Linked DNA regions of Mus musculus: region 2 is linked to region 1. Evidence: chromatin contacts called from public HiChIP or PLAC-seq data. All regions are on one chromosome and are shown on one strand. Each heading gives the region's core, a stretch centred on a gene start, on an enhancer-like site or on the middle of the called end of the contact. The rest is flanking DNA. Distances are from core to core; before and after follow the strand shown.

Evidence for each region. HiChIP or PLAC-seq counts read pairs in DNA pulled down with a chosen protein or histone mark.
Region 2: a contact with region 1 is called in a BATF HiChIP or PLAC-seq map of CD8 T cells, with 35 read pairs. The contact joins the enhancer-like site here to the promoter of Sox5os3 in region 1. A contact is called at or near these places in 1 of 15 datasets of contacts at CTCF or cohesin (CD8 T cells), 1 of 484 Hi-C or Micro-C datasets (embryonic stem cells) and 2 of 115 datasets of contacts at active chromatin or transcription factors (CD8 T cells and memory CD8 T cells).

Annotation. Positions count from the first base shown.
Region 1 is chr6:144,668,567-144,674,479 of GRCm38.p6, forward strand. It overlaps Sox5os3 (SRY (sex determining region Y)-box 5, opposite strand 3), which reads left to right and starts at 4,302. Exons shown (of 3, transcript NR_040519.1): 1 at 4,302-4,526. It also overlaps a transcript of Sox5 not described here.
Region 2 is chr6:144,537,126-144,542,753 of GRCm38.p6, forward strand. It overlaps a transcript of Sox5 not described here. Among named protein-coding and RNA genes, the nearest start is that of Sox5os3, 130 kb to the right of the region's middle. Within about 2 kb of position 4,361, at least 20 of the 459 cell types and tissues checked have an H3K27ac peak or open chromatin away from gene starts, as enhancers often do. A contact at or near this core is called in CD8 T cells and memory CD8 T cells, where this site is marked.

The DNA.
Region 1 (5,913 bases), core at 3,052-5,551:
GCACACATGTGATCCCAGCAGGGCATAGCACTGTACACATGTGATCCCAGCAGGGCATAGCAGTGTACACAGGTAATCCCAGCAGAGCATAGCAGTGTACACATGTAATCCCAGCAGGGCATAGCACTGTACACATGTGATCCCAGCAGGGCATAGCAGTGTACACAGGTAATCCCAGCAGGGCATAGCACTGTACACATGTGATCCCAGCAGGGCATAGCAGTGTACACAGGTAATCCCAGCAGGGCATAGCACTGTACACATGTGATCCCAGCAGGGCATAGCAGTGCACACATGTGATCCCAGCAGGGCATAGCACTGTACATAGGTAATCCCAGCAGGGCATAGCACTGTACACAGGTAATTCCAGCAGGGCATAGCACTGTACACATGTGATCCCAGCAGGGCATAGCAGTGTACACAGGTAATCCCAGCAGGGCATAGCACTGTACACATGTGATCCCAGCATGGCATAGCAGTGCACACATGTGATCCCAGCAGGGCATAGCACTGTACACATGTGATCCCAGCAGGGCATAGCAGTGTACATAGGTAATCCCAGCAGGGCATAGCAGTGTACACAGGTAATCCCAGCAGGGCATAGCACTGTACACAGGTAATCCCAGCAGGGCATAGCAGTGTACACATGTGATCCCAGCGGGGCATAGCAGTGTACACAGGTAATCCCAGCAGGGCATAGCAGTGTATACATGTAATTCCAGTGGGGCATATCAGTGTACACAGGTAATCCCAGCAGGGCACAGCAGTGTACACATGTAATCCCAGCAGGGCATAGCACTGTACACATGTGATCCCAGCAGAGCATAGCAGTGCACACATGTGATCCCAGAAGGGCATAGCACTGTACACATGTGATCCCAGCAGGGCATAGCAGTGCACACATGTGATCCCAGCAGGGCATAGCACTGTACATAGGTAATCCCAGCAGGGCATAGCAGTGTACACATGTGATCCCAGCAGGGCATAGCAGTGTACACAGGTAATCCCAGCAGGGCATAGCACTGTACACAGGTAATCCCAGCAGGGCATAGCAGTGTACACATGTGATCCCAGCAGAGCATAGCAGTGTACACAGGTAATCCCAGCAGGGCATAGCAGTGTACACAGGTAATCCCAGTGGGGCATAGCAGTGTACACATGTGATCCCAGCAGGGCATAGCAGTGTACACATGTGATCCCAGCAGGGCATAGCAGTGTACACAGGTAATCCCAGCGGGGCATAGCAGTGTACACATGTGATCCCAGCAGGGCATAGCAGTGTACACAGGTAATCCCAGCAGAGCATAGCAGTGTACACATGTAATCCCAGCAGGGCATAGCACTGTACACATGTGATCCCAGCAGGGCATAGCAGTGCACACATGTGATCCCAGCAGGGCATAGCAGTGTACACAGGTAATCCCAGCAGGGCATAGCACTGTACACAGGTAATCCCAGCGGTGCATAGCAGTGTACACAGGTAATCCCAGCAGGGCATAGCAGTGTATACATGTAATTCCAGTGGGGCATAGCAGTGTACACAGGTAATCCCAGCAGGGCATAGCACTGTACACAGGTAATCGCAGTGGAGCATGGAAGTGTGCACTTGAATGTCCCAACCCTGGGAAGGTAGAGACAGATGGTTCCTGGGATAACTGGTCACTTATCCCAGTGAGGCCATTAAGAGGCCATGTCCCTACAAAACAAGGTAGATGGCCCCTGAGTAATAGTAATACCTCGAGTTAACTTCTGATCACAACACACATGCACACACGAGTGCATGCATGTGCAGCTGCACACATATGTGTGCCCTCCACAGGCATATGCACAATATACTCACACAAATAATAATAATTAATAATAAATAATATGAACCTTTAAAAGAGACCTTTCATAGAATGCTGGTGTCAGTTCCTATGAGGCAAAGCCCACAAAGCCACAAAGCAAAAACATTCAGCTTAGTAACTGTTGCTGTCTCCTTTTCTTCTCTCCAGTCCTTCTCAAGTCACTGCCCTTAGAGAAACAGGAAGTGGTAAGGGCCTTATCTCAGCATCTTGCTGTACTGATGGTAACTTGCTTTCCCAGCTGTGAATTCCCAGTTTCTTTCACCATCAAATGACTAAAGGATGTTCCCACACGACGGTGCATTCCCAGAAGCCTAATGAGGTCATGCTGCACACTCCAGAACAAAGCCTTGATTTCTAGACTGGATTCTAGGCATTATAATGAGTAGAGTCTAGATACTTCCTAGCAAACTGTCTCCGTGTTTATATGTCTCTCCAAGGAAGTTCTAGTCACAGGAAGTTTCTTTTGTTCTCTTCTGGTTCTCTGGCTTAAAGAAATGCTGGGTACCCACAATGCCCTTTGTGGGTTTCATTGTTCTCAGCTAACAGGAAAGAGGATGACATCACAGGCCTGGGGATTGGTTCTGGGTTCTGAGAACCTTGAAGAGCCAGGGAAGTGATAAAGACATCAGTGTATCAGGCTACCACAGAAAGCCTGTGCCTAGAGCATCATTTTACTTCTGAGGCAGCTCACATAAGGATGGCTCCTCCAGTCCACATGACCAAGAATGAATGCTCCAGATCTGTATGTCAGCTGCACCTTATGGCTTCTCATTTTTCTGAACTATAAAAGGAGGTTTTTGTTTTTGTTTTTCAAGAATGTAGCCAACTGCTGAGGACAGAAAAAAAAAATGAAGTCAATACCTGAAGATATACTAATCTTTAGTTTTCAAACATTTGATATCATGTCTTACATGATCACAAAGAAGAGTGAACTGAGATAGATAGATAGGTAGGTAGATATATAGATAGATAGACAGACAGACAGACAGAATTCTGGATCCTATGTTTCATGAAGTAAGCAAGAGAAGCATGTGGCAGTGCATTGTGGCAAAGGAGTGTCTCATCTCAGAGACTATCTGTATTGATATCAGAGAGGGGTAATGGTAAGAAATGACACTGTCTGGCCTGCCCTGTCACCTCTCTCACAGTGCTGGTGGCAGCAAAGAAGCTTAATCAATGCAACAGAAGTGACATTTTGCAGTCAAATTAAATTAGATGGAAAGGAAAAGGAAAATCTGAGGTCCATCCTAAAGGCTGGTCCTCTTACCAGCCAGGTCATCTCCATGGTAACTAACCCTCTCTGCAGAAAGCATGTCCAGTGGACGACACTGGTATCCGCCGCCACATCCGGTGGCTTCCCGAAAGCTTACACTATAAGTAACAAAGGAAGCTTCCCCCAACCCATCAGCAGAATGACAGGGAATCTGACCACCAGCCAGCCACAGAGAGATAGTCAACTTCTGACACTGTGGGCCTAACAAATGGGCAAGTGTAGGGCAGACCCAGCTAAGGGGGTGGTGTTCAAACTGCCATCTTCTCAGAATTGCTTTTACTTGGGCTATAAACCTTCCTGGACCCTGTAAGACTACCTTTGCACTCTGAGGGACAATCTGTCTAATATTAGAACTGTCATTTGTGAGTTCTCCTCCACTCCGGTGCTGCCTCTGAGGTGACTTCCCATCCTTGTGAGGTGTGTGACAAGCCAGGAACATTAATGGATGTAAGGGTGAGTCCTCACTGGCAAAAGCGAGACAGCAGCAGCTGAAAGTTCTTCTGGGGGAGTTTCCTCCACACACATTCTGGAAGTCTGGCATCTACCTGGTAAAATGCAGCTAGCCCAAACCCTCACTCTTATATTTAGTGTCCTCTACTAAGTGACCAGACAACTACAGAAAGAAAAGGGGAAATATTACCTTTTTAGAGAACAATTGGTTACATGGCTGACATGCCCCAAGCCGATCTGTAAGGCCATAAAAAATGGCCCAGAGGGTTTTTTCATCAAATACACTAATTTTGGATTTTGCCACCATAGCCGCCAACGTGAAAAGATAGAACCCACAATATAAGATATGAAACATACCAGCCCATGTCTATCTTACTCAAGAGAGCTGGGAAGAAAATGGTTTGGTGTGAGGTGGGTTTCCACCGGTGGCTATGAAGCCGTGAGTCATGATATTCCACCCCTGATAGAACAGCAATAGGCATGAGTCAACTGGCATCGGGAAAGAATGGCTCCTCTTGGTGGGTGACACGTTCATATTGTCATGCCAGCAACTGTGCTTGACTGGGGTTACACCACAAGCTCTCGTCTCCTTTTCTGCAGCACTAACTTGATTTGGCTTGGGTGCCTTGTGCTACTATAATGTCATAGGGGCTGGAGTATGACCTCATAGGGGCTGGGGTATGACGTCAGCAGGGGCTGGGGAGGGGCTCAGTGAGTAAGGAGCTCATTTTGTAAGCAGAGGTTCAGAGTCTCTTCCCCAGAGCCCGTGCTAAGAAGACAAGCAGCACGTGTGATGCTGTGTGCTGTGAAGCCAGCACAGGCATGGCAGGCAGTTGGCTGGTCAGGGGCTTCTGCAGGGAGAGGCGATTGTTGCCAAACTGGACAACACAAGCTCACTTTCCAGGGCCTGTGTGATCGAAGGAGGTGACTGACATGTGCAAACTTCCTCTAACTCTGTAAGTACATTCTGACATGTGCATGCCCATACACATACACTGACATGTGCATTCACACACACACACACAGAGCACACATTAGAACAAAGATAGCTGTAAGCTCTCTATAATTAAGGGCGAGAGACACACTCAGCAGGAGAAGAATTTGCTCCTCTTGGAGAAGACTCGGCTTTGGTCGCCAGCACCCTCATGGCAGGTAACAACGGCTTGTAATTCTAGTTTTAGGGAATCTGATGTTCTCTTTGGCCCGCTCTACAGAGAGGTTGCTGCACATGCATGGTGCACATAAACTTATGAATATAATGAAAATACATAATAAATCAATCAATCATGGGGGTCTGTTTTAAAATGTGTTTAAATTTTGTTTGAAATTCCTTCCCAATTTTTTTGCTTTCCAATCTTACCACAGCATTGTCTATTTAAAGCCATATTTGAGCCAGGTATGGTGGCTCACATCTATGATACAAGCACTCAGGGACCAAGTTTAGGGCCACCCTGGGCCACATTGTAAGCTCCAGATCAGCCTAGTCTATGGGACAAGGCTGTTTCAATAAAATAATAATAATAAGATGATGATGATGGTGGTGGTGGTCGTGGTGATGATGATAAAGCTGTGTTTCTTTTCCTTTGAAAATGTATGCCTGTCTTTTATCCACAGAAACATGGAAGTAGGTTACAAACCAGAAGTGTCTGGCTAGGTCTCCACTCTAAGACACCACACTCACCATTGACAGCGCGTGGCTGGATTTAAACACACACAGACAGGAAGGGCTGCAGCCGAGGTTCAGAATTCACCACCACCAAGGAGACAGTGAGGAGCCTTAGAAGTCACTGTGTCATATTTACTTTGGAAATTGCCATTATAACTGAAATTCAGTTTGACAGCCTGGTTTTAAACTTCTAAACGCTTAGAGATTTTATCTACCTAATAAACTTGTGGCTTTATAAACCCACAAGGCTCCCATGATAGCATCTTATTTGAAAAAGGTGTGAGCCTGCCAGGTGTAAGGGAGCATTTGTGATCTCCGGATTGGTGAACCGCAAAGTGCCGATCTATTTTCAGAGATTACAGGGAAGGCACCGGTGCCACTGGTTAAGATAGCAAACTGATTTCTTCAATAAACGAGTGCTTCATTCGCTCACCACAATTTTCTAAAATTGCCCTTTTGATCTGAGGCGTCCAATCCTGCCACAGTGTAAGTTTTTATTTTGGAACACCAAAATCTATAGTCTCAGTACATATATATATATTTTTTTTCTTTACATGACTGGAAACACAAACCCTTCTCTCTTGCTTTACTTCATGAAAGGGAAAGGGCTTCTTTACACATATTTTTGTGTTTGTTAACATTTTGAGAGAAACAGAATCTTAGTCAATGATCTGAAA
Region 2 (5,628 bases), core at 3,111-5,610, 130 kb before region 1:
AAGGCAGAATATGAAGACAGACATCTGAGGTTATCTTCTGCCTCATAATTGTACTATAGCAAGTGTATACACATTCACACAAACACATACCAAACACACACAACAACACACACAACAAACACATATAACAATACACACAACAAATACACAACACATACAACAAACACCAAACACACACATATACAACAAATATACACAACAAAAACATATACACATACAACAAACATACATAAACACACATACAGCAACACATACAACAAACACACACACAACAATACACATAACAAGCACACATATACAACACATACAAACCAAACGCACACATATACAACACATACACACCAAACACACACATACACACACCAAACACACACACATACACACACAAAACAAACCATACAAACCTTAAGAATATCACAAAATCCCCCTTCAAATTAATAATTAAACAATTCTCTATAAATGAAACAAAGAAATGGTCACTTGAGAAGAGAAGATAGGGTTTGTTTTAACAACACTGAAAAAGGATTTTTCTCAGCCTCCATCAAGAACATAGCAGATTCCGTCTATATGTACACCAGTGACAGACTATGGAAACTGAGCTGAAGCTCTCATGTATGGGTGTGATGTATGCAGAAGTTTGCAAAGGTCTCTACCTTGTTTTCCATCTATGCTGAAGTCAACATTGTTTCTCAACATTTTCCATCCATGGTCTAAGGTTCACATGGCCCTGCCTCCAGAGTTTCCCCACATCTGTGTCATGTGCATGGTGCCCTCCTTGGGTGGATTTGGCACAGATTCCCCTGTAGACCTCCCTGAAAGCCAAGTGGAGACCTGCTTTAACTTGAAATGCACTTGGCTGCAGAGCCCACAAAAGTTCCAACATAAGAGAACTGTCCCCAAATACGTTCCAGTATTTACTGCTCCTTGTTTAGCCATGCCTAAGTCCCAGATAGGTGTAGAACCCAGAATGTGACTCTAACGTCCTGGTACCATCCCCTCTCACGATCTCTCAGAATACTTTGGGATAGAGCCCCTGCTTAGCAAATACATCCAATACACACATGGTTATTATTTACTATGGAACCCTAAAAATACACAAAATTTGTTGTAACTTTAAAAATATTCAACTTATACAACCGATAAATATGCTAGTTATCAACTATGAAGCTACTGTCAGATACGGAACAACCCAACCTTGTGGAGTCTCTGGCTCCACATTGGCACTCCATCCTTCTAAGAGCTGGAGCGACCTTCTTAAAGGTCACACTGCTTGCAGGCACATTGTATTCTAGTCTCGCCATCCTCCCTTCAACACTTCCAGTGGTTGTGCTTGGCATATCATTCCACTCTTCTAAAATTGACTTTGGCATTTCCCTATTTCTGTCCGTCCCTGTTGCAAGCTTTTCTCCTCAATAACTGTCTGCTTCATATCTGCAATATGGCGCATGACCCGTGGAAGATTCCAGGATGAAGGATGCAAGCATCAGAAGTCACCAGCCCACCGGCTCGGGATCCTCTCAACTGTGCATAAACAGCCCCCTTCTCTCAAAGGTCTGGGATTCGCCATCTCTTACAATGCACAGACATTGTATTCTCCTAGATTGACTCCACCCCGATCCCCACAGAAATCGATCATGGTTTCTTTGCTCTTCGCGTCCTTGCGCTGCGTATCATCCTACTCTGGGACAGTAGATGTCATCTGCTGGCTCCTTTCTGAGGTCAGTCCTGGGATCTGCACTCATTCTGTTTTTATCTGCAGTACGATCCTACTGAGGCTGGTGATGTTTGTCTGTCAGTATCCTGCTCCGTACAAATGAGTATCTCATAGGAGGAAAGACTCATTTCAACTAAAACAATCTCCAACTCAGGCTCCAATCAGATCCTGTCCTCTCACTACTAATAGGAAATGTCCACTTTCGTTAACTGTGCTCAAATTCTCACCTAACTCTGACTTCTTTCTTTTCTTTGCACTTCACTGTATTTTGATTATGAAATCTCCCCTCAGCTCTTGAGTTTGATCACCTGGCCCCAGGTAGGCGTGTTCCTTTGGAAGGTTATAGGAACTTTAGGAGGCAGGGGGCATCAGAGGCAGAGGGCATCAGAGGCAGGGGCATCAGAGGCAGGGGCCCACTTAGACGGGCCTTTAGGTTTCACTGGTTGGTCCCACTTCCCATCTGTGGTCTGAGTCCTGGGTGTGAGCACAGGAGGACCAGCTGCCTCAAGCTCCTGTGACCGAGCCTTCCCACGATTCTGGACTATCTCCTCTTTAAACTGTAATCCAGAATAAACTCCCCTATCAGTTCTGTTCCTTTAGAGAGCCCTAACTCACGCACTCCCCTGTCTTGCTCCTTGTGAGATATTTGGACAGAGCCGTAAAAAAAGTAGTTCAGGCATACCCCAGGTTCACCTGGGCTAACACGCCTTGCTCACAATCCTTCAGAGCCTCCGGCGACAGTCTGGGGTACTTCTAACATCCCCACTGTGGCCAATCCTCCTACACCAGCTCCCCTATCTTAATGGCTGAGTTGAGACAGCCCTCTCCACCCAGCTTCCCTGTTTCCCTCCCCCAGTGGAGACTTCTGACTTCTTCACGAGGCAGCCGCCCTGATCCTGTGAAAACACATGGTTCTTTCTGCTCAGAAGTCATCAGGCCTCCCCATCTCACTCAGAGCTAAAGTGGAAGTACTTCCTGTATCCCGTGAGCCTGAGCAATCCAGTCCCTCTTGAACCTGACTGAGGTCTTGCTCCTTACTCCATGGGCCCTGTTCTCCAAGGCATCGACACTACCCTCGCCCTTGTTGGGTATTTCTGGTTTTATTAAGGCCCCTTATCTATCACTAACCTTGAAGGCAAAGGTTTATCTTTATCTTCTTCATTCATAGCCGTACCCTGGGCTCTTAAAGGCGTACACAGAACATAAGCAGCGCACGGTACCGTTTGCTGTTGGATGCTCGGGGCTGGATCCCTCTGCCAGCTCCGAACTCATCTTCACTATTAACATATCCTCCATACCAAGCAGAGTTCCGGGTCCACAATAAATATTCAATAAATGTTTGCTAATTAGTGAACTGATTAATGATTAATGGGTTAATTAAGAAACTAATGAAACACTTTAACAAGGAGCAAAGCTTTAGCTGGGGGAGCTCCCCATTACTAAACACAGAGAAGCACCTCTTCCCTCGCTACTGGTATTTCCCCTCTGTCCTCCTGCTAGGATTTTCCTAGCCTTCCTCTTAGCTTAAACTCGCCTTCCATGCTCCAGTTAGCTAGATCTGGACACAGTTTTAGAGGCTTATAGAGGAACAGCTACCAAAGGCAATTTGTGTATATTTGTGTGTGTGTGTGTGTGTGTGTGTGTGTGTGTGTGTGTGTGTGTGTAAGTGTATCCATGTTTGCATGTCAAGTAGGGGTATGCATGCTCATCTGGCTAGCCAGCTTGCTCTGTCTATCTGTCCCTAATGCTCTGCTCCATGAGATTATAAACAGATTATATGTCACATGAAACTTTTGAAATTGACATATCTCAAAGCACCACTCTAGTACCTAGTACACACACACACACACACACATGCACACACACACATACACACATACATGTAAACACATGTGAAACCTGCCCACATACTTGAAGAACATCCACTGATCTTAAATGGAGGTTCTTCAAATATTAAATAGAGGTTCTTTAAATATTAGTATTTGAGGAAAACATAACCTTGCTGTATTTGGAAGCTTAATTGTAATTTATCCTAATCTACATCATTATGTAAAAGCATACATAGCGTGAGTGACTATGAGTTAATTAATGCCTATGTAACTGTAATTTAATAAATGCATATGTAATTGTAAGTTAATACAGGTGTAACCATGGCCAGCCCAATCCCCTCTCATTCACAGGATTTCTTATGACTAGTGTTACCAGAAGGAAAAAAAGGTAAGATCAAATAAAATATGAGTTTCTCTTTTAAATAGTTACCACCCAGAAAATCATTTTGAAAACTTTGCTCACTTCCTCTGTTTCAGATGTAAAGGGGACAGTCTCTCAGATGACACCCACCCTGCCTCACCCGTTCGGCATGTGATCCTCTCTCAGAAGGCCTTGGGCTCAAATGAAAGCTGCAACTTGAAGTCCCACACAGAAATCTTGAAAGGCCAAATATCTATTCCCCTAGCACGGCCTTCAGAGCCCGGGGGCTCTGTGGTTCTTCTTTGAACTGGCCTTCAAAGTTAAGGTCTTCTGCCACCTGCTCTCTGTCCCACTGCTGGGGGCCTCTGGAGGTCAGACCCCTGTGAAGCCACACTCTGAGCTTTGTGGGCTCGGCAGGCATGTCGCTGGTGCTGAGGATGGTTACCGGATAGCTTGTTCTCTCCCTTGTTAGTTTCAGAACAAAGATCACTGCGGTCTTGACGCACAAGGAGAGCGAGAGCCTTTCAAGATGATTTTGAAAGTGACTTTGCTGTGCTTTTGGAGCAGGGAGTCATCGGAGGTGGGGGAGGGGTACAGAGGGCCTCTGCGCTAGCACCCAGTCCTACGAGCCTCTGTGGTCAAGGGGACTTGGGACTCTGCTGCATTTCTTTTTTTTTTATTTAATATTTTTTATTATTATGTATTTTCCTCAATTACATTTAGAATGCTATCCCAAAAGTCCCTCATACCCTCCCCCCCAGTTCCCTACCCACCCATTCCCATTTTTTGGCCCTGGCGTTCCCCTGTACTGGGGCATATTAAGTTTGTGTGTCCAATGGGCCTCTCTTTCCTGTGATGGCCGACTAGGCCATCTTTTGATACATATGCAGCTAGAGTCAAGAGCTCAGGGGTACTGGTTAGTTCATAATGTTGTTGCACCTATAGGGTTGCAGATCCCTTTAGCTCCTTGGGTACATTTTCTAGCTCCTCCATTGGGGGCCCTGTGCTCCATCCAATAGCTGACTGTGAGCATCCACTTATGTGTTTGCTAGGCCCCGGCCTAGTCTCACAAGAGACAGCTATATCAGGGTCCTTTCAGCCAATGCTTGCTAGTGTATGCAATGGTGTCATCTTTTGGAGGCTAATTATGGGATGGATCCCTGGATATGGCAGTCTCTAGATGGTCTATCCTTTTGTCTCAGCTCCAAATTTTGTCTCTGTAACTCCTTCCATGGGTGATTGTTTCCAATTCTAAGAAGGGGCAAAGTGTCCACACTTTGTGTTTTGCAAATTGTATCTCTAAAACCTGAACTATGAAACATGTTTGCTCTTTAACTCCTGGCATAAAGGAAGGAAGGGAGGGAGGGAAAGAGGGAGGAAGGGAGAGAGGGAGGAAGGGAGGGAGGGAGGAAGGGAGGGAGGGATATTCAAACAAGCAACCTCCCTCCAGTATCCTTCCTCTGGCACCATCCACTTTGTTTTGCTTTTTGACATGGGGTCTCTCACAGGCCTACACAACACCAAGTAGGCTAAGCTTGCTTGAGAGTAAGTCCCAGGAATCCTCCTGTCTCAGCTTCCCCGGAAGCACATATCACATGTCCAACTTATATACATGGGTTGGGGGCTCAAACTCAGATCTTTATTCTTTAAAGACAAGCACTTTGCTGGGGGTGGGGGTGGGGGTGGTGCCTGTCTGTTTAGCCTTCAAGGGAAGTACTTGGCTA